6 separate regions of the Mus musculus genome follow, and regions 2, 3, 4, 5 and 6 are each linked to region 1. The links are chromatin contacts, called in public promoter capture Hi-C maps. All regions are on one chromosome and are shown on one strand. Each heading gives the region's core, a stretch centred on a gene start, on an enhancer-like site or on the middle of the called end of the contact. The rest is flanking DNA. Distances are from core to core; before and after follow the strand shown. Region 1 holds the start of Wdr47 (WD repeat domain 47). Region 2 holds the start of Csf1 (colony stimulating factor 1 (macrophage)). Region 3 holds the start of Eps8l3 (EPS8-like 3). Region 4 holds the start of Gstm5 (glutathione S-transferase, mu 5). Region 5 holds the start of Gstm7 (glutathione S-transferase, mu 7). Region 6 holds the start of Gstm3 (glutathione S-transferase, mu 3).

Region 1 (4,281 bases), core at 761-3,260:
GACTGTAATTACAGAAGCAAAGAGAAGCTTCCATCCAGGCAATCTGATTTTCAGGCAACTGACCTACCAAGGAAAATTGGACATTTTTCTTATTTTGACATATTTCTTATTTGCTTTTCAAACTGTAGCATATACTAAACAAGTCATACGGTGTCCATTCAATAACAAACTATTTGACAAACAGAAAGAAACTGCACAATTATGTAACTGCAAACACTGATTAGCACTCTTGCTCTCTTATGATACATTCCTACTACTGATTTTCACAAAAAAAAAAAAAAACCTAGAAAAGTGGCAAGGTGGGAAATAAGTTAAATCTCTCTCTCTCTCTCTCTCTCTCTCTCTCTCACACACACACACACACACACACACACTCAGTAATGGCAGCCCAATTCAAGTTCATGATCTGGTTGTTTGCCTTACATATACTGTTATGGATTATTTCCTTGTCTTTCCCATTTACGTGTTACTTTGTTGTTGGAAGCAATGTTCCTCCCCCTCCTCCAAACCTTAATGCACAATGATTCGTTATATCTCCCACCTAAATAAGACCTCCAGAATGTGCCATATAAAGAAAATTCGACTGCTAGGCGTTTCTCCTTTCTAGTAAAATGCTAACATAACATATGCCAACACTTGAGACCCCCCCCCAAAAAAAAGAAGTGGTATTATCTGTGAAAAAGATTTACAGCCCTTTTAAACCTGTATGTTAATTCCTGTGCCATTAACTTTTTATAGCATTCTATGAACTCTCTACAACAAAGGGGGGAAACTAAGTGTCAGGATTTCAACCGATGAATCTGGGTGGAACAAAGACTTCTCCTCTCATTATGCAGTGAGAACCAAGTTGCCAAAAAAAAAAAAAAAAAAAAAAAGCTCCCCTCAGACGACACCCTTCGTAGTTACTAGCTGCATGTCTGGATGTACAGGGGGGAAATCATCAGGTCAAATACTGCCGCTGCCTACTTGGTTCCTACCCCTTTGCCAAAGGCGTCGTCCCAGAGCTAGAGCCCCAATCTTTTTCTCCCCAATACAGCTAAGCAGCTTAACCCTCTGAGTTCCATAACCTCCGGTGTCTTACGCAGGCGTCCCCGGGAACAAATCACGTTCGAAATTCAGTCGATGCCCCTGTCCCCACCCTCCCAGACCCCACAGGACTGCTCCTAACAGCCACTGGCCTGGCGTCAGAAAGGGCAAACCCGGATCCCCCACAAACCCTCAACCCCGCCACTCCCTACCCATTCGCCGGCCAAGGCGAGCAGGGAAAGGGACCAGCGCGCAGCCCTCAGTCTCGCCCCAGCCCAATAGAGGGGCGAGGCAGATGCAGCCCAGTCAGCCCTCCTCGCGCCCCTCAGCAGCGGCGAGGTGGATACTCCATACCAGGGCGAGGGGCATCGCCCAGCCGCCCGAATCAGACTGGCAAGTAGGGGAAGGTGTGGTCCAGCAGTGGCGGCCTGGATAGATTGCCTGGCGGGTCCCAGGTCCTGTCCCCGAGACACCCGGGCCTCGCCCGCATCCCATCTTCTCGCAGTCGCCACCAAAGCCTACCCAAGACACTCCTCCCGGCTGCGAACGCCGCCCAAGGGGCTGTGGGGTCTGCGCCGCATCAGGCTAGTGACAGGTGGCGACGGGTGACCATGGCAACCCACGGTGCACGGCGGCCCGCCCCCGCCTCCTGGAATCCGCTCACCTGAGAGCTCCGGGCGGAGCCGGCAGAAGCGGTGGAGGAAAACGCGGAGGAGAGGCCGGCGGCCAGAGCCCCGAGACAGCCAATTCCAGTCTAAGGCGCGAGCGCGAGGGCGGCGGTCTGGGCTAAGCAGCCCGCACGTCAATCCATCAGCTCGTCAGCCGGTCCTGCTCGCGTCCGCCCCGATCCCGCCTCCGACCGCTCCGCTCCGCGGACTGCGGTTGTCAAGCGCCGCTGGAACGGAGCTCCAGCCGCCAGCTGCAGCCAATCACTGCTCGTCCCTGGAGCCGCCTCAGGACCCCTCCTCGCGAGGCGGCTAGGCAGGTGCCTGAGCAGAAGAGTCGGCTGGGCCAGCCCAGGAGGGTAGGGCGGGGCCTAGAGGCGGGGCCTAACACGGGGGCGGGCAGAATCTAAGACTGACGCCTGGAGGCTCCTGGCCCTCGCCTTCTCTGCTCTTATGGTTTAGGAGATGACTGTAAGGAGAATGTAGGCCCAGAACCTTCGGGTGACGCTATGTTATGTCCCAAAATAGCGTGGACAGGTGTGGTAGTTTGAATGAGAATTGCCCCCATACTCATGCATTTGAATGCTTGTCCCCAGTTACTGGACTGACAGGAAAAGATAAGGATAGCAGTTCTCAACGTATGGGTCCCAACACCTCCTAGGAGGGTAACATATCATATAATTTCAATTCATAGCAGTAACCAACTGGTCTGAAGTAGCAACGAAAATAATTTTATGGCTGGGGGTGAGGAGGCCACCAAAAGATGAGCAACTGTATTAAAGAGTCGCAGCATTAGGAAGGTTGAGAACCACTGGATTAGGTGTGAACAAGTTGGAAGAGATGTCACTGAGGGTGGTCTTGGAGGTTTCAAGAGCCAGTCCTTTCTGGCTTTTTTTTTTTTTTGTAAGATTTATTTATTATATGTAAGTACACTGTAGCTGTCGCCAGACACCCCAGAAGAGGGCATCAGATCTCACTATGGATGGTTGTGAGCCACCATGTGGTTGTCAGGATTTGAACTCAGGACCTCCAAATAGAGCAGTCAGTGTTCTTAACCGCTGAGCCATCTCTCCAGTCCCAAGCCAGCCTTTTCTTCGTTTTATGTCTGGTGCTTGTGGATCACGTGTAAGCTGTTAGCAACTGCTCCAGCATCAGGCCTCCCTGTCTGCTGGCACATTCACTGCCAAGACCGTCATGAACTAACCCTCTGGAACCCTGAGCTAAAAATTAAATGCTGTCTTTTATAAGTTGCCTTGGTCGTGGTGTTTCATCACATCAATAAAAAAAGTAGCTAGGACAACCTGTCTGACACTTCCAAATGTCTTCTGTGCACTGGGTTTGACTCTTAATTCTACTCCAACGATTAACTAATAAAGCTTAAGTGAAATAAATACTCCTTCCTTGCCCTTTTCCGTACTCCATCTCCCTCCATGAAAACCATCCCCTTCCAGGCTCTCCATGTGTAAAGCTAATCCTATCTTGAAGCACTTAACAAGGCTGCTGTTTTGAACTGCCCTTTTATTTACAGTAGTAACCTCACTCCTACACATTTGTGTAGTAGTATTCCCCCAGATACGTACTGCTCAAGGAGCTGAACCTCCAGGAACCTTAGCATAAAGAATCCAGAACTCAGGAGGCAGAGGTAGACTTATGAGAGATTTACCTGGCCTGGTTTACATAATGAGTTCCAGCCAGCAAAGGCTGGGACCTCAAAAACAAACAGACAAAAAATCCAGTTCAAGATAAATGGCCAGGTGAGTCACAGCATTGTGTATGCACATAACATATCCAATAAATAAATACAATACTTTAAAGACCAAGTATGTTGGTGCATGCCTGTAATTCCAGCAGGATAAAGAGTATTGCAGATTGGAGGCCAGTCTGAGCCCAGCTACATAGTAAGAGTCTGTCTCAAAATAAGATGGGACTGCAGAGATGGGTCTGTGGTTAGTGCTTGCCATGCAGTCATGAAGAACAGGGTTTGGATCATCAGTAGTTATTCAAGGCTGGTGGCCACCTGTAAACCCGGAGCTTCAGAAGCAGAGATGGATCATGGGAGTGAGGGACACAAGCTGACTAACTGTCAAACTCTGTCAAGGAGAAACGTTGCCTTAATGAATAGGATGAAGAGTGATCAGAGTCAAGCACTATCAATTCTGGCTTCATACACATATACACATGCACAGAAGAGGGGGAGAAGAGGAAGGAGGAGGGAGAGGAGGAGGGAGAGGAGGAGAGGGAGGAGGAGGGAAACCCAAAAAGATAAGTCGTAGTTTAAAAGTTGTAGAGAGAACATTTTTAATTTCAGGGAGAAATTAAAATATCTGAACTTCAAAACATCAATTGCCCAGTTCACCTAAATCCTAGAAGAAAATCATATAGTATCTTAGTCACTATTCTATTGCTCTAAAGAGACCACCTGATGAAGGCAAGTGTTATAAGAAAAAGCTTCTAGGGATGGAGAGATGGCTCAGCAGTTAAGAGCACTGACTGCTCTTCCAGAGGTCCTGAGTTCAATTCCCAGCAACCACATGGTGGCTCACAACCATCTGTAATGAGATCTGATGCCTTCTTCTGGTGTGTCTAAAGA
Region 2 (4,281 bases), core at 1,300-3,799, 830 kb after region 1:
AACTGGTGAGATGGTCAGTGGTTAAAGACGTCTGCTACCAAGACTGATAACCAGAGTTCAACCCCGGGACCTGCATAGTGGAAGGAGAGACCCAACTCCCACTAGTTTTCTTCTGTCTCCTACACAAATGCCATGGTATACACACACACACACACACACACACACACACACACACACACACACGTTTGCTTTAGTTTGCCCAATAACTTGATGAAGAGAAATCATTGGCTTCATTTTATAGACTTTGAGAGCAAAAGATGTGCATCCATCCACAGCCACAATGCAAACGACTGGGCAGAGCTGTCAAGGGCAGGTTTCTTGTAAATGGTGGATTCAGGTAATATGTGAAGGGTTTCAGTAGGATGGGAAAGGGGTTCCATGCTTTGCACTTATGTGATGGATGGCTGAGTGGTCCTTGTGCTGATGTAGAAGATGCTCTAACTCCAAGTTCCATAAGCCTGGGCAGAAACCGGTTTGTAAAGGAGGATGGAACCAGTAAAATGTGATCTTTTTCTCAGCTACTCTGCAGGCATATCTTACTTACATGGCTTCCTCTTGCTTTTTGTCTTAAGAGCTGTGGTTAAATCTTTATTGTTCCAGACCAGAATAAAGACTATTCCACCAAAGAAGGAAATAAGCCTTGATCATGTCTCTGGCCAAGTGCTATCTCTGCATTCCTCCGAGAAGCCCTGAGTCCCAAGCCCTCAGCTTCCAGTGGCTCACATCTGAGTAGGGGGCCATATTATCACGGTCACTGTTACACTGGCCTGTAGTTAGCAGTGAATGTCTGTCAAGTGACTCATCCATTCCAACTGCCCAGTTAATTTAATTCCTATTATGTGCTATGTCTATCAGTTCGGAGTGAAGTGAAATGGGGTGCTACCCAGAGGAAGCCTCCCAGCTCAGGGTGCAGGTCAAACGTAATCACTACTCTCACTAGTATTCAGTGGTTCTAAACGTAATTACTACTATCACTAGTATTCAGTGATTCTAAACGTAATCACTACTATCACTAGTATTCAGTGGTTCTAAACGTAATCACTACTCTCACTAGTATTCAGTGGTTCTAAACGTAATCACTACTATCACTAGTATTCAGTGGTTCTAAACGTAATCACTACTATCACTAGTATTCAGTGATTCTAAACGTAATCACTACTATCACTAGTATTCAGTGATTCTAAACGTAATAACTACTATCACTAGTATTCAGTGGTTCTAAACGTAATCACTACTATCACTAGTATTCAGTGATTCTAAACGTAATCACTACTATCACTAGTATTCAGTGGTTCTAAACCTTCTCAATGCTGAGACCTTTCAATACAGTTCCTCATGTTGTGGTGGCGCCCCAACCACAAAATTATTCCATTGCTACTTCACAAGTGTAATTTTGCTACTGTTATGAATCATAATGTAAAGCATATGATATGCAGGATATCTGACTTGTGACCCCCCAAAGAGGTTGCCACCCACAAGTTGAGAACCACCAGTTTAAAATAATGTAGAGAATGAATGAATGAATGAATGAATGCCAACTTAACTGGGAGGAATGGGTTGCGTCCAGTGGGAACACAGAAAGAAGGAATTATCCATCAGCCTGAAGCATCCCAGAAGGCTTTGCAAGACAAGGATAAGATGTGATTATAACCTTAAAAGGTGAGACATTCACCTTAAGATGGATGGGGGAAAGGAAGACTTCATGTCCGAGGAAGCAGCCTGAGCAAAGGTTTATGAGGGACGTTGTTGCTCTGAGCTAGGTAGTGCAAGGAAATGGAGGACACGTGACAAAAGTGCCCCTTTGAGACCAGACCACTCATCTGGGCATGACGGGATTGAAACACATTGAATCAGGATAAATGGAAGGAAGAAAAAGATCCTGACGTTGGCAATATAATTAATAGGCTCCTCTTGATAGGTTAATCTAGATCCATTCTCATGTAAAGACAAAATGTGATTGCACAAATGCATTTCCAACAGAGTTGAGGGAAATCTAGAGTCCAGGCACACCAACCTTTCCACATAAGCTGGGTTTGGCAGCCCAGGAGCAGGGGGCCAGCCAGTGCTTTCAGGTTAAGCACCTGAAGTGTCTCCTGGCAGAGTGCAGAAACACCCAGCTAGTTGTCACAGGACCAAGTCCTTCCTCTCCTACCCAGGTAGCTGGATGCTCCCCACTTCTCCCTACAGCCAGGGGAGAGGATAGTATAGTAGTATAGTAGATTCTTTGAACAATGCATAGGAGGGAGCAAGCCAATCTGCAAACCTGCTGCCCTGGGTTCCATGAGGGACTTGAATGGAGCTGCAGCAGAGAGGCGTTGGTCCATCCCCATTCAAGTCCTGTTCAATGTACTCTGTCCGTTTCCTGCTCAGATTTGAGGATTTTCGGGCCTTGAGGGAAAGTCCCTAGGGGCCAGCATTAGACCGAGAACAATCACACGAGATTGACAAGAGTGGCGAGCACAGAAGGAAAGGCAGTGTCTTGTCCAGAGCTCGAGAAGGGCGGGGGAGGGCGGTGGAGCCCGGGTTACTTTGAGGAGGCTGCACAGCCACAGAGCGACGGGGAAGAGAGCTAGCGGGGACGACCAGGCGGCCCGCTTGGGGGAAGGGAGTCGGCGGCTCAGTGGGCCTCTGGGGTGTAGTATGTGTCAGTGCCTGTGAGTGTGTTTGTGTGTGTGTATGTCTGTGTGTGTCTGGCGGAGAGCCAGGGTGATTTCCCATAAACCACATGCCCCGCCAGCCCGCCCGCTTAAAAGGCTGTGCCGAGGGCTGGCCAGCGAAGCTCGGCCAGGGGAAAGTGAAAGTTTGCCTCGGTGCTCTCGGTGTCGCTGCGGCTCTCTGCATCCCAGGACAGCGGCGTGGCCCTCGACCGGGGCGCGGGCTCTTCAGCCACTAGCGAGCAAGGGAGCGAGCGAACCAGGGCGGCCAACACGCCGTGCCGGGACCCAGCTGCCCGTATGACCGCGCGGGGCGCCGCGGGGCGCTGCCCTTCTTCGGTAAGCTGCAACCGTGGCGCGCGGGGCCCGGGCCGGGCTGGGGCAGGAGCTCTGCAGCAAGCAGCAGGCGGCTCTGCGGGGCCACTTGGAGCGGACAGCCCCTTCTCGCCAGCTGCCCAGGCTTCTCGGCCCTGGGTTCTGGCTTCCTTACTGCTTCTAAGCTACGGCTGAGGCCCGCGGTATTTCAATAGCTGCTCCTGGGGCTGCAGCGCTTTGCGAGGTAAAGAGAAGGCTGCTCATCCCATTGCACGGAGGAGAACACTGAGCTACCCACAGGCTGGAGAGAGAGATGGGGGTCTGGGGGGGGGGGGTATCGCAGGGATTGGCACAGGCCCAATGTCTGCCAGAATGGTCAACCAGGTCTCCAGGTTCCGAGTGACACAAGATCCGAGTGTGGCATCATCCCCAGTAGATATCTTTCTTTGGTTGTTGCACATGTTTTAGGCCCCAGTTGGGAGTGGGCCTTCAGGGTAGGGAAAATTCAGGCTCACTCAGCTTTACACCAGGACCTGTGCTGAGCAACCTGTTGGCAGAGAGAGAGAGAGAGAGAGAGAGAGAGAGAGAGAGATGGGCATGCTGCTACTTGTTCAATGGATGTGTAGGAACTATTAGGGACTTGGGTGGCTCTTTGAGGGGAGCTGGACCCGAATCTTTTCTTGAAGAAAATGAGATGGGGCTATTCTAGACTCTGCGGCTGACTGAGGAAAGAAAGTGCAAGGAGAGTTCAGAGCTGCAGCTGATAATGGGCTGCTCAGAAGCTGTCTCCAGTAATGGCAGCAGATGATAGCATGGCTCTTACAGAGTGAAGGATGGTACTTTCAATCCACAGCAAGTGGGTTTGCTTCAGAAGAGAATGAGAGGGAAAACCTGGAGGGTAGGAACCGAACTTGTGATGGGCAGCGCGTTGCAGGTGTCTGGGAGGAGAGAAAAGTAGAACAGCAGAGAGAGGGGCTCAGTGAGAGGCAGAAGGTGGGGTTAGGAGGAGGGGAAGGGAGGAAGTTATCCCACATGCAACAAGCATAAAGAGAGAAGAGGGAAGAAAAGAAAGACTACAAGGAGACATAAGAGGAAAGAGAGGAGGCCGAGGTTCAGCCAGGCAGTCAGGCCGGGTCTCTGTCTGCAGACTGTACTGATTGGAAAATGGAACATGATGTCTTGAAGTGCTCAGAGACTGCCGCAGTTTCCAGGCTGCTCTCATAGTCAGAGGCTGAGGCAGTGGGTGGGAGGAAGAAGCAAGCCAGGAAGAGCCTGTCCAGCCAGATGCAGGCTAGAGTATTAACCCTTGGGT
Region 3 (4,281 bases), core at 1,028-3,527, 710 kb after region 1:
AAGGGAGGTGAGGCTCGGACAATTGCAGGGACAGTAGAGAAGATGGGGTTTGGAAAGCTTGGCCCAGAGTGAGGCTGAGCAGGGCAGGGAAGGCAGGAAGCTTACAGTAGATGGCTCTGCTGCTGGGCCGGGACATGGTGACACTGCTGAGGGCAGCTTCCTAGAATCACAATGAACCAGAGACAGTCATTAGACTAAGGAACAGGAGGAATACAAGGCCTGGCTGCTGTTGCTCTGACCTGGGGACTCTGTGACCAGAACCGAAACCCTTGACTCCAGGGGACCTATCTAGAGCCATCTGATGTCCTGCCCAAGAGGTCCTCATCTTGTTAGGTTTGGAGGCCAGTGGAGGAAGGGCCTTCCTGGGAGCACTACATGGACGGCTTCCCATATTTGATCTGGGTTCAGATGTGAAAGATACCATGAATGAGTTGCTTCTGTTGGGAGAGCAGAGGCCTCAGCTGCAGTAGCAAGCCTCTTGTTTTAATTCTGCAAATAGGGAGGACACTCCCAGCTAATGACCCTGCCTGGTAGAATGTATTTCAGTGGTGTGTGTGTGTGTGTGTGTGTGTGTGTGTGTGTGTGTGTGTGTGTGACAGAGAGAGAGAAAGAGAGAAAAGAGAGACTGTGTGTGAGACTTTGTGTGTATGTGTTGTGAGAGAGAGACTGGGAGAGAGACTGTGTGTGTGTGCATATGTGTGTCTCTATATGTTAGACAGATTTAGAGATAGAAGACAGACAGACATTTATACGGAGTGAGGTGTGCTCTGTGGAACTTGCTTGGGACCTACACTCATCTGATGTCTGACTACCACTCCTGCCTCATTTCTTCCTGGTGCTTCCAGATTTTCTCCCAGAGACTCTCCCCCACCTGAACTCTAAATGCAGCTCACAGCCAACTATCTGGTAAAGCTGTCTTTAACCACCACCTGCTCAGAGTATTTTCAGCATTGCTCAATCCTCTCTGACAACAGTAGTGGTCACCGCAGCCCTGACAGAACTCCGAGCCCACTGCCAAGCCTCTCCTGACCCTACCTCTTAAGTCTTCACCTCCATCCATCCACTGGTACTTCTCCAGCACCAATTGGTGAGCACAGCTTTAAGGGGTTTGCCTCAGTGACCCAGCTAGTACTCAAAACAACCCCAGAGCTGAAACTGTTATCCGAGAGGACAACAGGCCTAGAGTCACTCTGACTGTTTAATAGGGAAGTGAACCAGAACTCTGTGGCTTACAAATGTGTCCCTGTCACTAGGTGGTGGGTCATGGGGGCAGGGGAAGGCTAGAACACACATCTTTTGAAATGGAGTGGAGTTAAACGTCCAGCATTTGTGTGTGCTGGGTGTGTGTATGTGTCAAGAGAATGTGTTATCCGTGGCCATGGTTTTGAGTGCCTTCATGCATCGATCTGTTTGGCGCACTAGGGTTCTTTGTAACCCTGGAATATCCCGACCAAAGTGTAAGGAAGCACTCACACCCATTTATTGGGACTGTTATGAAAATAACAGAGAGTGGATAAGATGACTCACAGATGGAAAAATTATTCTCCAAGTGAGCATCATGGGAACACAGAGGAGGCGGCTAATCTCTGTTCCCTGTGGGGAAAACCCCGATCCTAGATAAGAGCAAAGAGTGTTGGAAGCCTGACTCTCCCCTCTGCCTTTCCTCGCCTCCCTAGGCAGTGGCGTTCAATTCCTGCTTCTAAATGGAAGGAAAAAAAGAGCCCTTTTCTGATCAGCCCTGCCCTAGTCTTTCACATCAGAATGGTCCCTGTAAATCACCAGGTGTTCCTGTGGGCTGGTAGAGATAATTCAACAGCTACTACTAAAGATACTACACCCCAGGGCTGGGGGTGCTGTTTGACCTGCCTGGGCCCTTTTAGTGCCAGGCATTGGCCTTTGCTCTCCCTTGTGTAGGTGTATAGAGCAAGGAAGGGGTATTTACAAGGCTGACCTAGGGGAAAAGCCTTCTAGAGCTCCTTGCCTTTTCTGGTCTCCAGCAGGTACTAAGTTCCTGAGGCTAATCCTTGCTCGTGAATCTAAGAAGACACTGCAAGATGCCCCAACTCTAGGAAGCCACCGAGATGTCCATGTTGGCCCCAGGATCACCAATCCTTGCTATTCACTGGAAATAGGCTCTTACCTGGTTGCCAGTGCCGCCTGGTGTTTGGTCCCCCAAGGAGTCTGATGCTTGAGCCAGTGGTCCACTAATGTTGGAGGGAGCTCTGTTTGGCTTCTCTGCCAGCGCCTCAGGCAGAGACCTACTGGTGATCAGGTGGCCTGAGAGCCAGGAAGCAGGCTTTGAGGAAGCCACACCTGTGGTCTTTGGACTCTAGAGGGTGGAGAGGCCTTTCAGGCCACCAACCGCACAGCACGGTAGTGGACCTGAGGAAGTGTCTGTGCTGACAGGTGCCAGAGCTTTACCCGAGACCCCTGCTCTCCAGCTTCTTCCTTGTTGGCCTCTGACCTCAGGTGTGGCCCCTCATCTCCCTACCTTTTACATATCTCCTCGGGAGGCCCCTGGGTTAGCATTAGGTACTGGGGCCACAAACAAGAGAAGGCACATGTGGTCTCCTAAGCCTAGTTTCTGAGTTAGGGACAGGCCACTGATGGACCATAGGCTCAAGAAAAGCTTTGGGTTGGAATGTGTGTTTTATGCTTCTGTCCTGCATCCATGAGTGTGGGATTGTGTGTGCCCAAGTCTTGCCCATGAATAGGACATGGCCTGCCAGAGAAGTTGGGGTAGGCTCAGGGTCACTTGGGTATGACAAAGAGGGCTATTTCATCCTGGCCACATCCACCTGTCCCTTCTCCCCTCTGGTCACACTTGTTCTTTACTCTTTCTTCTTCACCTTGCCCCATGCCCCCCAGGCCCTAATAGATGCCTTCAAACTAAGGCCTCCCTTTGCTATTCAAGAACCTGCTAGTTCCTGCAAGTTGCTTTGTTTAAAAACCTCCTGTGGTACCTGGAGCAGGCCAGACTTTTTACCTCCTGGAAACTCCCAGCTGGATGTAGGAGCTCAGACATAGACAGCAAAGGAATTAAGGCAGAAGTAGAAGGAAGCAGAGAGGGGCAGGGATGCTCATGTGGGAGCTAAGCCTCTTGGGACAGAGTCGCAGGCCCTGCTGGGGTTAGGATCTGTGGAGAAGACTCCCACAGATCATATAACTATAGCCTGCAGTCAGGAATGTGTCCTTGGCTTCCTCAGGACCAAGTGAGAGATGATGTCCTGCTTCCCCCAGTCATCCAGTATTGTCCTCATGGCCTAGAGTCCAGGGCTTGGACCTAGGAGGGACTTCTCCCAACTGAATTGCTGTGAGCCCCCAGGAAGGTCCTTTGGGCAGCCAATTTCTGGGGCCTAGAGGTCAAACTGCCTGTTTGGTCAGCATCTCGCCACCATCCTGTGTGAACTAGCCCCCTAGACCTCCCTGGGCCTTCTGTTGGTTTGTACCACTTTCAGGTTTGAATAGCCTTAATTTGTTTATTTATTCTTAAAGGCCAATCATATTCCATTCTCAGGCTGGGTTTGGGTGACTAACCAGGACTTCATTCTTCCCAGCTCAGACCAGGCCCTGTCCTTCCTAAGGGTCTTTCAAGTCAATGTAAGCACAGCAGGGATTCCTGTAGGATACCTGGAAACAGGGTAGGGCAGGGATTCAACACATAACAGAGACCTAGCTGACATCTTTGGGCAGAGAAGGATATTGTAACACCAGGAACTCTCAGGATTGTGAACGCCATGGTCCTTTGGGTGTCCACCAGGCAGGAGCCTTGTAGCCTAGGAAGTTTCGAGGCTGGGGCTGGAGCTTTTTGGTGCTAGGTATTATGGAAATTGGCTAAAACAGGGCATTAGGAGGCATACAGAGGCCAGGCTACTCACCCCAGGGATGGGGAAGGGCGCTTCTTTGGGAAGACAGTTTGGGTCCCAAGCAATCCTGACTATGGAATGAGGAGGTGGGGCTTGGGTGGGAAGGAAGTAGAACCTGAGAGAATCTCCCTGGAATTATGAGGCTACAGAGACTGGGGGAACATCCATCATCAATTTATTTATTCCTCAGCTTCCTGCCAGGCACCATGCCAGGTGCTAGAACACACACTTGTGAGTCACAGCCGCTTCAAAATACAACCTGAGTTCATCACCTCCCTCCAAACATCCCAGGCTCCTCTGCCGTGGTCCCACCTCCGTGTGTCCCAGCGGGGAGCTACAGTCCTTACTCCTCCTTCAGCCCCTACATCAGCCAGCCCCATCACCTCGTGGGTGGGCTCCTCCTCTCCCACTCTGT
Region 4 (4,281 bases), core at 970-3,469, 700 kb after region 1:
TTCTCCCTACCTTTTCTCCTGCAAACCATGTGAATTTCCCCAGGAACAATGAGAATTGTTTCAGCTGTGCAGGTAGCTGTTCCAAGTACTGAGGCTTCAGGTTTTCCTAGGAAAGAAAAGCAATAGCTATTGTTGGGTCAACACATGGCTCAATGGGGGTGAATAGAGTTTGATTCCCAGGTCCCACATTAATGTAGAAGTCTTTGGACTTCTACACACACTGGCCCCTTCCCCCAATAGCTATAGTCAGGGCCTGGACCAGTGATGGACACACTCTAGGCAGCTTCTTTCTGCCTTTAATTGGAGAAGGCAGGATGGAGAGCTGGGGCTTTGGAAAGGAGGAGGAGCTAACACCAGACTTACAGGACAAACCACACCAAAAAATAGAGTCTGTTTCTAATCCTTCCAGTTTGGGTTGATAGAAAGATGGCAACCATAGAAGCGAGCAGAATAATCCTTAGCACTTTGGCCTGAAACCCAACAAAGGTGATTCCAGATGAGGAAACTTACGTGGTTAGAATTGTAGCAGAGGCGAACCAGCTGCATGCGGAAGTCCATGATCTGGTTCTCCATGATGTCTACTCGTATCTTTTCTTCTTCAGTGTCACCACCTGCAGCCAGATGGCAACAAATCACCCTCAGGATTGCCAACCTCCAGGTGAGCCAACTGCCTCCTCCCTCCTATCCCCTTCAGCCCACTCACACATGTTGTGCTTGCGTGCGATGTATCTCAGGATGGCGTTACTCTGGGTGATCTTGTTCTTCCCGTCCATGAGGTAGGGCAGCTAGAAGGGGAAAGTTAATGTGAACCTAGTCCTCCAGGACCGCCACTCCTCTGGAAAAGAGAAGACTTGCAAGGTGTGTGAGAGTAGAAGCCAGGAGAAATAACTAAATAAATAGAAAGTAGCACTGGGTCCTCACCTGACTCTAGACAAGGGTGCTTAATCCTGTGTGTCACTGTGAATGTATGTGTGGCATATAGACGTTTAAAAAGCAAAATGTAAATATTTTATACCTTAAAGTATGTAAAAGTAGGGTGATTATGGATACATTTAAAAAAAAAATAGGTGTTTTAACAACCAGGACACATGAGGATACATTTAGGATACCATGAAAATACCTGGAATCTATCAGTGATAAAGTCACAGACCTGGCTATCAACTCATGTCTCTTATAGCCTGCCTTTAAGAGGAGAATATTAGTGTTTCTCAGACGTTAGTAGGAAATAAAATGTTATTCTCAGTTCTGTTCAATGACCCTTGAATTCTATCCATTCTATAAACGTGAAGAGTCTCTATCTAGATGCTCCCAAGCCAGAGATGAAGTGAAAACAGATACACTTGAAGGCCTTCCCTTCTGCCCACTCCTCCAAAACCACCTACGTTAGGAAAGTCCAGATCTAGCTTGAATTTCACGTCCAGCCATTGGCTTCTATCATAGTCAGGAGCTGTAAGAGAGAAGTGGGACCCAAGCCCGTTACCGACCTAGCTGAGACTTAGACCTGTTATCTCAAGTTCCCAATCCCCAAAAACTAACCCTTGAGTTTCTGCAAAGATGGGCCTGAACAGCAAGAGATAACTCTATGGGCCTCTCTTGGCAAAGTTCCCAGCTTACAGGAGCAGGGGGTCCCACACCATCTTGGTGTGGTACAACCCTCTGGGTAAAAAACAACTGTAGCGCACCCACAGACATTCATTACCTTCCCCACAGATGTACCGTTTCTCCTCATAGCTGGTATCAGTAAACTCCAGAAGCATGCGGATAGCATGAGCCAGCTAAAAGCAGGGGATGGAGAAAGACCCCGGTCAGCGCGCCTGCGCAGTGCCCACTTGCTCGCAGGCCCCCTCCGTCAATGTCCCCAACCCAACGCTGCCAAGCTCCTGCGTCCTGTCCAGGGAAATTGTCCTTAGGCAGCCCCTTCGCTCACGCCCGGGAACTTCCAGTACCTTATTCCTCTACCCACAGTCCTGGGGACCCCATAGGTAGGCTGGAGATCGGCCCACCGGCCCCTGACCCCCGCCCGGCCGCCTGCACCTCTCTGTCCCAGAGGCTGGGCTGGCGAGGGACCACTCACCCCGCGGATATCCCAGTAACCCAGAACCATAGACTTGGATGACATTTTGGGCGATCTTAGCCCCTTCGGGGATACAGCGATGGACTGTGGGCGGCTAACTTTATACTGGACGCTGTGGGCCGGGCTGACGCGACCGAACTGTCTCCTCCTCTCTCGCTCTATGCTCCACCCGCCCTCCGCGTGGTCAGTGGGCGGTGCGCAGGCGCAGCTGCTGCGGCTCCTGAAATCCTCCGGTGTGAACTTCTCCCAGGGCTGTTGATGCTTCATCTACTCTTCTGGCAGTGGGGGCCTGGACCTTAGTTACCCGGGAAGCGTGAGTCATGTTGCACAGTTGAGCTGGCACATAAAACTACGAGGTAGGAAACGATTCAGGTATAAGGTACTTTGGGGATAGAAACATTTTCTATGTAAGATACAAATGGCTCTGTGAAGACTGAGGGAGGCTGGGGACACTAAACAGGTCCACTGTGAAAAAGGATAGGTCATGCACATTGGAAATGCCTCAAAGGACACTCCAGGAAAGAGGAGGGTAGAGCAAACACCGAAAGGTGACAAATAGCTATGCAAGATAAACAGCAGGTGCTGTCGAGTTAGGCTGGTTTATGGGAGGAGTCAAAACATTAAGCATTTGGGGCAGGTTGCAAAGGGTATGGACAGCCAGACAGACAGAGGGTGTGAGTGTTTTCTCTCTGCTCTGTGGGGAGTGTATAGGATCTAGATCATAATGTTCACTAGCAGTATAATGCAAGACAGACATATGATTGTTTTTAAATGGTTTGCTTCTAGTTTTTTTTTTTTTAAGGAGGCAATGAATCCATAGTATACTTACGTAGCCCAATATATACTGTTTCAGAATGTAGTATGAAAATTATTGAGATGTCTTCTATTTTTTTGTTTTAGTACCTTACATTTAAAACACAACTCCACTAAGGGTAACCTCATCTTTTAAAAAAGATTTATTTATTCATTTTATATATGTGAGTATACTGTCGCTCTCTCTCTTCAGTCACACCAGAAGAGGGCATTGGATCCCACTATAGACTGTTGTGAGCCACCTTGTGGTTGCTGGGAATTGAACTCAGGACCTCTGGAAGAGCAGTTGGTGCTCTTAACTGCTGAGTCATCTCTCCAGCCCCAGGTAACCTCATTCTGATGCTCAGGATCCACAAGTTAGTCGGAAAATGATAAGCATATTGTGGAGTAAAACAGCACAAAAGGGGAAAGGCCCCTTGCGGGTGGGACCATCCCTGGGCTGGGTGTCTTGGGTTCTATAAGAGGGCAGGCTGAGCAAGCCAGGGGAAGCAAGCCAGTAAGGAACAGCCCTTCATGGCCTCTTCATCAGCTCCTGCTTCCTGACCTGCTTGAGTTCCAGTCCTGACTTCTTTCAGTGATGAACAGCAATGTGGAAATGTAAGCTGAATAAACCCTTTCCTCCCCAACTGCTTCTTGGTCATGATGTTTGTGCAGGAATAGAAATCCTGACTAAGACACCAGGCCTCCCGGAGCCCCAAGTCTGGGTGTGGGAAATTATGTCTCCCCGTTAGTTTAACTGACTCAAACTTCAGACTTTGTAAAAGGACATTTTTCTAAAATAAAGAAGAAATGGTACAGAGACATGTGACTGTATAATGCCTGGGTTGATTCCTCCCAAGAAAACAAAAGCCAGCAACAAATTAACTTGAGCCACGAGTCTAAAACTTCTAGAGTAGTCTAAGTATTCTACTTGTTTCATGATATATCCCAATTCAGGCTAAATAACTTTGTGATTAGGTGTTCTGCCCAGTTTATAGAACAAGGAATTGAAGCTTGGAGAAGATTGATGGACCACTCAAGTTCCCTGGATGGTCCAGGATGCAGACTGAGGATGGCCTAAAACATTAGTTTTGCTGGCTCCCTGTGCTTGGCTAACTTTAGAGCCTCTTACCTTGCCACAGTCTTTTCTATGAAGGTAGGTGAACACTGGGGTAGAGCACATTTTTTTTCCTAATCCTATAGATTTCCCCTGGTTTTCAGCTTTAAGATGGGCCAAGGCCAATGGGATAGTGGCTCCTTCCATTCGAAGACCTTAACTTTTCTGAATTGGCTACCTTGCCCCTAACAACTCTGAAGGCCTTTCCCTCCCTCTCCCCCCACCCCCTTCCTTTGAGGTAAAAGTTTTGCTTTCATACTCAGTGTTACTGAGGATTTTGTGAGGCCAGGAAGTTGAG
Region 5 (4,281 bases), core at 967-3,466, 660 kb after region 1:
CTCTTTGGCTCTGGTTCTGTTGCAGGAATCATAGCATTGGTGGCTGTGCAAAGCTTCCTATGGCTATGAGAGGGATGAACTGGAGAGCTGAGGGCTGCAGCCCAAGGCCCACTGTACCTGGTTTCTTGATAACCCTCAGCAGTAGGTCTCTGAACCCTGCAGAAATTATCTGAGCAGGCTCTCCTGGTAAGATGGAACAAACACTCCCAGTGTCTCTTTGCATGGCCCCATGGAGCAGGGCTGGATATGAGGCAGCTTTGGGACTCAGTGAGATTGACCTGAGGCTCCACAGAGAGCGGGTTGGACCTCTACTTGCAAGAGAACAATTAGAGCTGGCTCAGCATCCTTAGCTGGCCCTCCTCCCCTTGTGCATTTGATCCTGGGTTTGCTGGGTCCCTGGCTCAGGTCTGGGCTCTCTGTCCTGCTGCACTGGCCTGTCATGGACGTCTTTGTCTGGTTACAGGACGTTTCTGTGTAAACCAGCAAGGATGTTCCCTGTGAGAAATGGTCGTGTCTGTGAAGGCAAGGAGTGGCAGGGTGTCCTGTGGGAAGACAGGCAGAGAGGGGACAGAATGGGAGCCCTAAAGTCTCAGTCGCAGTCATCCCCCTGCTACTCTGGCACCATCTTGCTGTTCCCTAATCCCTGCCCCATTCTTGCCCCAGCTCCTTTTCCTTCAACTCAGTGGCCTCCTGAAGTGGCCGTCCCTGAAGTTGGCTTCACTGTCCTGTCCAGCAGTGACTGTGCTGTGCTGTGCTGAGGAGCTGGGGGAGCCCATCATCTTTAGGCTCTGTACTTGCAACACGTGTGTAACAGAGGCAGGTCTTATCTGCAGTATACCCCAGTGAGGTCTCTGCATATGGGAGCCTGTCTGGTCCCCATAAGGCTTGAGTCACACTTGCTTTGACTGCCATTCCAGCTTTCACTATTGCCTCTAAGGACTGTCTGGAGACCCTAATAGAGCCTGGTTCACAGGGGTCCAAGCGGACTAAGAAGGACACCTCCCAGTGCAGGCAGCCTTCACCGGGTCTCTAGAACATGAAGGGTACCTTGTGGCTGGAAACTTGCCCACCCCACAATGTCACTGAGATCAGACATTAATAAAAGTTGGTCGAAAAAAATCAGAGCAATGCTATCTCAAACTAAGGCAGGTTTCCTCACCCTCAGCTACATTTTAACACAACCAAATGAAACCAACATAAACATAAAACGTGTTTAAAAGAGTTGAGATCTGAGTGAGTTGGCGGTGCTTCCTAAAAGAGACAGGTGTGGCACTCCATGTCCTTAATCTTAGCACTCGGGAGCTGAGACAGGAGAACTGAGCCTAATCCAAGACCAGCCTGGGTTACACAGGGTCCCAAGGCCAACCTCTAAAGCCATCGCAAAAGAGAAAAGGATAAAAAAGAAACATAAGACAAAGAACACTTGTTCCTCGGGAATTGGGCACAAGGCTTTCAAGGCTCTGTAAAGAGAAACATGTTCCGTCAATTGTCAGAAGTCACAGGTCCAAGTGCAAGCCTGGCCAGGAAGCAGCACGGCAGAGGTGATTATCAATCACAGCTACTCCAGGGTCTCACGCATCCCCGGCATGGTGTTAGTGGGAAAGAAAATGAAATGACTCTTGGTTATAAGATTTTGTACTCATGCTGGAAAGAGTCAAAGGTAGGGGGTGGGAAGATCAGGAGAGAGGGAAAGGCAAGCCAAGGAAGGCGGAGTTTAGCGGAGGGCACCCGAACAAGGAAGCAGCTACAGTATACAGGTGATTAAGTGGGCACTCATTTCTTTTGTGAATTTTTTCAAAGATTAATGTTATATCAGAATAAAAAACAGAAAAAAAACTCCAGATACATCATTTACTATGTGATCCAGGACACACACACACACACACTTAAATGAAATAAATTTCATCAGAAAAATTTGTTTTGCATTCATGAATATATTTGTATTATCATGTTTTCCAGTTCTTCGTTCTTTAAGTATTCACAGTATAAAAGATAATTTTGCCCTCAGGACACAGTTGTCAAGGTCCTAGGCCTTCCGAACTGTCACCACTGGGGAATGCTGCTGCCATCTAGACTAGAGGGTAGAAAATAGCAGTCCTACAGCGGAAACCCAGCACCACCAATAAGAAGCTAGCAAACCCAGCCCCGCCTTTCGCTCTTGGCACTCAGCCAAGCCACCACCATAACAATGGAGCTCAGGCAGCCTTGGCTCTGGGGGCGGCCCTGGCCTTGTTCCTGGATGCCGGTATTGGCTGGAACTGGGAGGTGGGGAAGGGCAGTCTGAAGACCTGACAAAGCGAAGCCAATCCGTTTCTGGCAGCTCTCTGAACAGCCAAGGCTAGATTGACACTGAGCCTGTCCGTTCAGACCTCGGCACCATGCCCATGACACTGGGTTACTGGGACATCCGTGGGGTGAGAGAGGGGTCCGAATGCAGAGTAGGACTTGGAGGAGGGACAAGGATCCGTGCAGTCAATGGAGGCATGCTCTTGCAGCTGTGTATGTGTGTGTGTGTGTGTGTGTGTGTGTGTGTGTGTGTGTGTGTGTGTTCTGGTCCATCCATGGACATAGTGAAACTAGGTCAGAGAATGAGGACTCGTGTAGAAGGGGTAAAGAATTTTACCATCTCTTGTCTCTTACAGCTAGCCCATGCCATTCGCCTGTTCCTGGAATACACAGACTCAAGCTATGAGGAGAAGAGATACACCATGGGTGATGGTGACTGCATCCTTTCTAGTCAGATCCCTGCCCAACTCCTGTCCATTGTTGCCCAGCAACCAACCTCATCACTCAGCTCTGACACTTTTTTGTTGGAGCTGTAACATGCCCCTTCCAAAACCCTTGATGGTGTGGTTTGATTTGCCAATGGAAGATGCTAAGGAAAGATTTGAGTGTACTCTGTATTTATAACTGGGCTCCATTCTTCTAGCAATTGGCTAAATCTTTCACAAGCTTTAGCGATGAAGAAGCTCACAGCCCTTACAAACATCTTCATCCTTGCAAGCTTGCAGTATGACTTTGTGAGTCAGCTTGCAGGTCCACTGCTTTGGAGAGTCTTGTCTCTGACCCCTTGGGAAAATCTTGGGAAAGGGGTTTGAACACATGGGTCCTTTGATTTCATATTATCTTGTCCACCACAGCTCCTGACTATGACCAAAGCCAGTGGCTGAATGAGAAATTCAAGCTGGGCCTGGACTTTCCTAACGTAAGTACAGGAGAGGGGAGGTGTGGAGATGGTGGTGGTGTCCCTGTTTATACAGATGGGATCAGTCCTTTGGCTTTCATCTTCGCATTCCTGGTTGTCCACACCATCTTTCTGTGATGGGCTGTATCCCAGCTCTCTGTTCAGTGAGCAGCATTTTCATAGAAGGTTTTCCATGGCAGGCACACTGAGTGCCAGGCCTCGTGTCTGTCCTCACCCAAGGAAGGGATTCTGGGATTTCATATCCCATCTGACTCTCCATGCTTGTCCATTCAGCTGCCCTACTTGATCGATGGGTCACACAAGATCACGCAGAGCAATGCCATCCTGCGCTACCTTGGCCGCAAGCACAACCTGTGTGAGTGGGGCCGGCTGCAGGGGTGGGGACCGATGGCCACCAGCTGGGCTTGGCCAGGGTGGCATGTTGAGTGTGAGTCTGGGCTGTGTTTTTCACAGGTGGGGAGACAGAGGAGGAAAGGATCCGTGTGGATATTCTGGAGAATCAGCTTATGGACAACCGCATGGTGCTGGCGAGGCTTTGCTACAACGCTGACTTTGTGAGTCCTGCTCTGGGCTGGATGAGGTGGGGGAACCAGAGCTTGTACCTTTGCCTTCTCATCTGCTCTGTTTGCTTAGCATCTAACGTCTTAGCGCTGCTCACCTACAGATGATACTCTGAACTGCTGGCGGAGTCATGGTGACACAGTATGGAGACTGAGACAGAAGGACTAAGGTTACGGTCTTCCTGGTTACACTGTCTCAAAATCAAAAGCACTAAAACAAAACCAAACCTTCCATGCACGTACACACACACTCTTGTACACACACACACACACACACACACACACACACACACACACACACCCTGCCAACATAGAGTCTTGTCAAATGGCACTTACAATGAACTTCAGCAACTAGAACAAACACTCCACAGTCCAGTGTCGGTAGCTGGGTAGTAAAGACTGTGTTTAGAATCTCTCAGCTCTGATCACCCATTTCTGGCCTGGGTTATGTCTCCTACTCGGTTATGTCTTACATCATCATTGCTTCTATAGTACACATTCCAACAATGAGAAAAA
Region 6 (4,281 bases), core at 495-2,994, 620 kb after region 1:
TCTGTTCCATGTAAAGATTGTTTCATTGCTCTTTTCCTGTCTTTCAAACTTAATGTTTTAATTCATCTTGACACCTAAAAGTCAGTTTTCAGGTAAATCCAAAGATTTCATTTTTCTGAGATCCTTAGGATAGCAAACGATTAAAGATCTAAATCCTAGGAGCTCATGGAACCAGGAAATTTTGTGCATGTGTAAATAGTATGGTCTTTCTGTGGGCAAGCTTAACTCTGGGCATTGTCCTTAAGGTCTTATGTACTTTCTGAGCGTGGCCATTCAGAGAACCTGAAGTGGGCAGGTGGACATGTAAAATGCTAAGGCAGCACTTGCCACAGGTACTGTGAGCCCCAGTGACATGCTCTGTGTGTGTGCATCCTCACAGAGACTTGCAGAACATGTGGTTTCTTTAATGTCCTAGGATGAGATGGCCTCTGCTTGTCCCCTGCACCCTCACTGCACAGCTCCTATGTGGGTGACATGATATGTTGCCTTCATACCCCGTAGTCCCAGTAAAGGATGATTTAATCCCAAAATGTACGTCCTGCAGAGCAACAGCCTTGGCCTTTGACTTGTAAACTCATTTTAGTCTCCTCTTCTGTCATTTGTTTCTCATTATATCTGATAAGTTTTTATAAACAAGGTGATGTTATCCTCTTGGTTTTGAAAGAGTCTGTTGCCTCCAAGGAAGAAAGCAGACAGGTAGGACAGTGTTCTTGGTAGGACACTTACCTTGTGAAGGTTGGACTACAGGGCATATATTTCAGGGTAACTGAAAGATCATTTGAGCAACCCTGTCATATACAAACATATGTCCGGGGTTTGGGCCAGGTCTAGCATCTAGGGATGTGGACAGCTGAGGGTCTAGCTTTGGGCTCGTTGTGTCCCGTGCAAAGTGTGTACACAGGATCCCGTGTGTACAGCATCCTGTTGTCCCTTGAAAGCAAGCCTCTTAGGGCACATGCTCTCCCCCTCTATGGCACACACCAGCTGTGCATTCTTTGCTCCCTTGCACAGTGCAACCCATGGGAAGTTCTGCCAGCCAGGTACCCTGCACTGTGATGGTGTCTTAGATCTCTTGTGCCCTAGGTATCTGGTTCTTGGATTTAGCTTACAAACATGGCCAAAAATAGTGACTGGCTTATATGGTCACTAGCTTGATGAGCAAATGATGAAGTTTCCAAATTTCCTAAAGGAAGACACTGGGAGTACTTGTTTTCTGATTGTTCCTCTTCTGGAGTCCTTCCTATCTCATGGACTGTCCTATGATTCTAGGTGAATAATAAGGCTGTGGTGGGTAATAGAGCTTGGCAGCTGTCAATGCTAAATTAAACTTTTGCCCGAGGGGCACCCTACTTTATCTTCTGTTGAGATCTGGGACTCTCTCCTAGAGATTTCCACAGTATAGGGGTGAAAACCTAAGTTCTGCTAGGAATGGAAAGCTGCATTTTCAAGTTTGGGGGCACCCATTAGGGGGCGGTGACAGGAAGCACTAAAGAGGCTGAGGGGGGAGGAGGTCCTTCATGTGAACCTGCTCAGAATCCAAGGCCTGAAGGTGCATAGGATCCTACTTCTCCCTCTCCCGGGCTGTGGGTGAAGCCAAAGGGCTTCGGGTTCAAAGTCTCTGAGGACAATTGAAGGGAAAGGCAGTGCCTGAGTGGGGTTAGGGCATTGAGGGCGGGACCGTTTACAAGGCCCCACCCACCTTTCCCTTTGCACCTCCTTAAAATTCTCCAGCTCAACCTACCTGAAGCCAGTCTGAGAAGACCACAGCATCAGCGCCATGCCTATGACACTGGGCTATTGGAACACCCGCGGAGTGAGAGGGGGATCTGCCTGGAGGGTGGGACTAGGACTCAGGCGGGAAGTTCAAAGTGATCCGGGCTCTCAGATGTATACTTTTCTTAGCACCCTGGAGCTCACAAACTTGGGAGGCTGCAGGTGTGAAGGGGCGGGCACCTATGAGTGCATGTGTACACACCGCAGGGTGGCTGTGTTTGTGGAGGGTGAGAGGATTCATCTGCGAAGATGAAGTCATCCAGTAAAGGTCCTACCATTTCTAACTTGTGTGACCTTCTCTTCCAGCTGACTCACTCCATCCGCTTGCTCCTGGAATACACAGATTCAAGCTATGAGGAGAAGAGATATGTCATGGGGGATGGTAATGACACCTTCCTGGTCAGACACCTGCTTTCCTCTTACCCAGGGATGCCCGTACCCAGCCCCTAATTCCTCAGCTCTGCAGACCTCCTACAACTGGAGGAGGAAGGAGCCTGCTCCTTCCAGGAACCTCTTGAGGGTGCAGTTTGGTTTTCTATGCACTGGGAATGGCAATGTGTGGGAGCTTGCTTTTAAATCCAGCTCTAGAAAGTCAGAGAGACAGGTGGATCTCTGAGTTTGAGGGCAGTCAGGTCTATACATATAGTTTCTGGAAAGCCTTGGTTACATAATTGAGAGATCTTGCCTCAAACAACAATAATGAGACTGGAGTTCCGGGCCCACCTGTATTTATAATTGAGCTGGGTTCATTTTTGGGGTCCCATTGGGCTTAGGGTCCCCTTCTTTATCACCCCTCTTCTTTATCTTGAGAATGACTTAGTGCAAGATGTTACAGTTCTCCTTCCCCAGGGTATCTTGCTCGTGACTTCTTAGGTGGGTCAGTGAGATTGGAGTGTCAGACGCAGCCACACTGATATCCTTTCACATCCTCTTGTCCACCACAGCCCCCAACTTTGACCGAAGCCAGTGGCTGAGTGAGAAATTCAATCTTGGCCTGGATTTTCCCAATGTAAGTGCAGGGAAAGGGAGGTTTGGGGAAGACGTGGTGATCTCACCTCATCTCCTGGCCTGGCTGAGGGTTTAGGATCAGTGTTTCTGCTCTCCTGCTCCATCCCTGTTGGCTGCACAGTGTTTCTGTGATGGGCTGTGTCCCAGCTCTCTCATTCAATGCACACTGTGCCCATGGAGGGCTTCCCATGGCAGGCACACTGAGTGCCAGGCCCTGTGTCTGCTCTCACCCAGGGAAGGGATGGAGGGACCTCATATCCCATCTGACCTTCCCTGCTTGTCCATCCAGCTGCCCTACTTAATTGATGGGTCACACAAGGTCACCCAGAGCAATGCCATCCTGCGCTACCTTGGCCGGAAGCACAACCTGTGTGAGTGGGGTTGCCTGCAGGGTAGGGCATATCAGGCAATCTCCTTGGCTTGGCTGGGTTGGGATGCTGAGTGTTCTGTGTGTGCTGCAGGTGGAGAGACAGAGGAGGAGAGGATCCGTGTGGATACTTTGGAGAACCAAGTTATGGACACCCGCATACAGCTCATGATAGTCTGCTGCAGTCCCGATTTTGTGAGTGGCCAGTAGGTGGAGAAGACGGGGTTTGAAGCAGGAGTTAAAGTCTTGCATTCAGATCTGTAACATCTCCTTCAGTAAGGAGCCATGTTACTGATTCTCCAAGCTTTCGGATCTTACCAACAGAACGACCTTCGTTACCATAGTGATCTCTCACATCAACACTGAAACTATTATTACTTGTCTAAGCATCCTAGATACAGTTGAGATTCTAGAGTGAACAGTCTGACCTAGACATTTAATGCAGAGTTAAAATCCCTGATGTGTATGTCCTGTAACCACTTCCATGTGTCATCTAAGCTAGTGATCACACTAACAATTTTCTTCTTAAAACGCAGACTCAAAAGATGAAGTAGAGGCTGGGGAGATGGTTCAGAGGGTAGAAGTCTTTGATGTGCAAGCATGGGGACTTGATTGTGGATCCTCGGTATCCCACATTAAAAAAACAAACCAACCAGGGAGTACCTTGGAGCACCATGGGAAAAGAAACAGGAGGATTTCTGTGCTTGCTAGCCAATGAATCTAGCCAGTCTCTCTACTCCAGGTTCAGTGACAGACACTGTCACAAAAATGTAAGGTAGAGAGTGATTGAGAAAGACACTGGGTAGCAGGCTTTAGCTTCCACAAATGCACACACAGGTAAGCACGCCTACATACATACGTGCACAACGGACTCACACATGTACCCAGCACTTCCCAAGCATGCCCTCTTTGGCTCCAGTAGAAGACAGGACACCTTCCTAGTAGGCAGCTCAGGGTCAGCCAGAAGATCTTTGACCTTTCTTCTTTTCAATATTAGTGACTGCTCTCCAAATATTAGTTGCATGCCGTTCAAATATCTAAATTGTTCTTATCCATCCATTTTCCCTGCCCCCGCCCCAAAGCCAGTATAACTTTGTCTTCTCCTGGGGTCTTTAGGTCCTTTGTTTCTGTGG

Evidence for each region. Promoter capture Hi-C pulls out the DNA fragments that hold promoters and counts their contacts.
Region 2: a promoter capture Hi-C map of liver shows a contact between it and region 1, with 2.6 times the contacts expected there. The contact joins the promoter of Csf1 here to the promoter of Wdr47 in region 1. A contact is called at or near these places in 3 of 39 promoter capture datasets (liver and pre-B cells).
Region 3: a promoter capture Hi-C map of liver shows a contact between it and region 1, with 3 times the contacts expected there. The contact joins the promoter of Eps8l3 here to the promoter of Wdr47 in region 1. A contact is called at or near these places in 5 of 39 promoter capture datasets (hippocampal neurons, liver, pre-B cells and 1 more).
Region 4: a promoter capture Hi-C map of liver shows a contact between it and region 1, with 3 times the contacts expected there. The contact joins the promoter of Gstm5 here to the promoter of Wdr47 in region 1. A contact is called at or near these places in 3 of 39 promoter capture datasets (hippocampal neurons and liver) and 1 of 115 datasets of contacts at active chromatin or transcription factors (pancreatic cancer cells).
Region 5: a contact with region 1 is called in a promoter capture Hi-C map of liver, with 4 times the contacts expected there. The contact joins the promoter of Gstm7 here to the promoter of Wdr47 in region 1. A contact is called at or near these places in 4 of 39 promoter capture datasets (hippocampal neurons, liver and neutrophils).
Region 6: a promoter capture Hi-C map of liver shows a contact between it and region 1, with 3 times the contacts expected there. The contact joins the promoter of Gstm3 here to the promoter of Wdr47 in region 1. A contact is called at or near these places in 2 of 39 promoter capture datasets (both in liver).

Annotation. Positions count from the first base shown.
Region 1 is chr3:108,589,007-108,593,287 of GRCm38.p6, reverse strand. It overlaps Wdr47 (WD repeat domain 47), which reads right to left and starts at 2,010. Exons shown (of 15, transcript NM_181400.3): 1 at 1,691-2,010.
Region 2 is chr3:107,758,737-107,763,017 of GRCm38.p6, reverse strand. Csf1 (colony stimulating factor 1 (macrophage)) reads left to right here and starts at 2,549. Exons shown (of 9, transcript NM_007778.4): 1 at 2,549-2,993. The coding sequence starts at 2,955. The region is part of intron 1 of Gm40121 (a long non-coding RNA gene); the gene reads right to left.
Region 3 is chr3:107,875,226-107,879,506 of GRCm38.p6, reverse strand. It overlaps Eps8l3 (EPS8-like 3), which reads right to left and starts at 2,277. Exons shown (of 19, transcript NM_133867.2): 1 at 2,141-2,277; 2 at 106-160. The coding sequence starts at 136.
Region 4 is chr3:107,893,792-107,898,072 of GRCm38.p6, reverse strand. It overlaps Gstm5 (glutathione S-transferase, mu 5), which reads right to left and starts at 2,219. Exons shown (of 8, transcript NM_010360.2): 1 at 2,075-2,219; 2 at 1,700-1,775; 3 at 1,383-1,447; 4 at 704-785; 5 at 511-611; 6 at 11-106. The coding sequence starts at 2,119. 4933431E20Rik (RIKEN cDNA 4933431E20 gene) reads left to right here and starts at 1,860. Exons shown (of 3, transcript NR_015459.1): 1 at 1,860-2,430; 2 at 3,845-4,022.
Region 5 is chr3:107,929,752-107,934,032 of GRCm38.p6, reverse strand. It overlaps Gstm7 (glutathione S-transferase, mu 7), which reads left to right and starts at 2,216. Exons shown (of 8, transcript NM_026672.3): 1 at 2,216-2,414; 2 at 2,643-2,718; 3 at 3,141-3,205; 4 at 3,479-3,560; 5 at 3,659-3,759. The coding sequence starts at 2,379.
Region 6 is chr3:107,966,637-107,970,917 of GRCm38.p6, reverse strand. Gstm3 (glutathione S-transferase, mu 3) reads left to right here and starts at 1,744. Exons shown (of 8, transcript NM_010359.2): 1 at 1,744-1,813; 2 at 2,080-2,155; 3 at 2,718-2,782; 4 at 3,071-3,152; 5 at 3,243-3,343. The coding sequence starts at 1,778.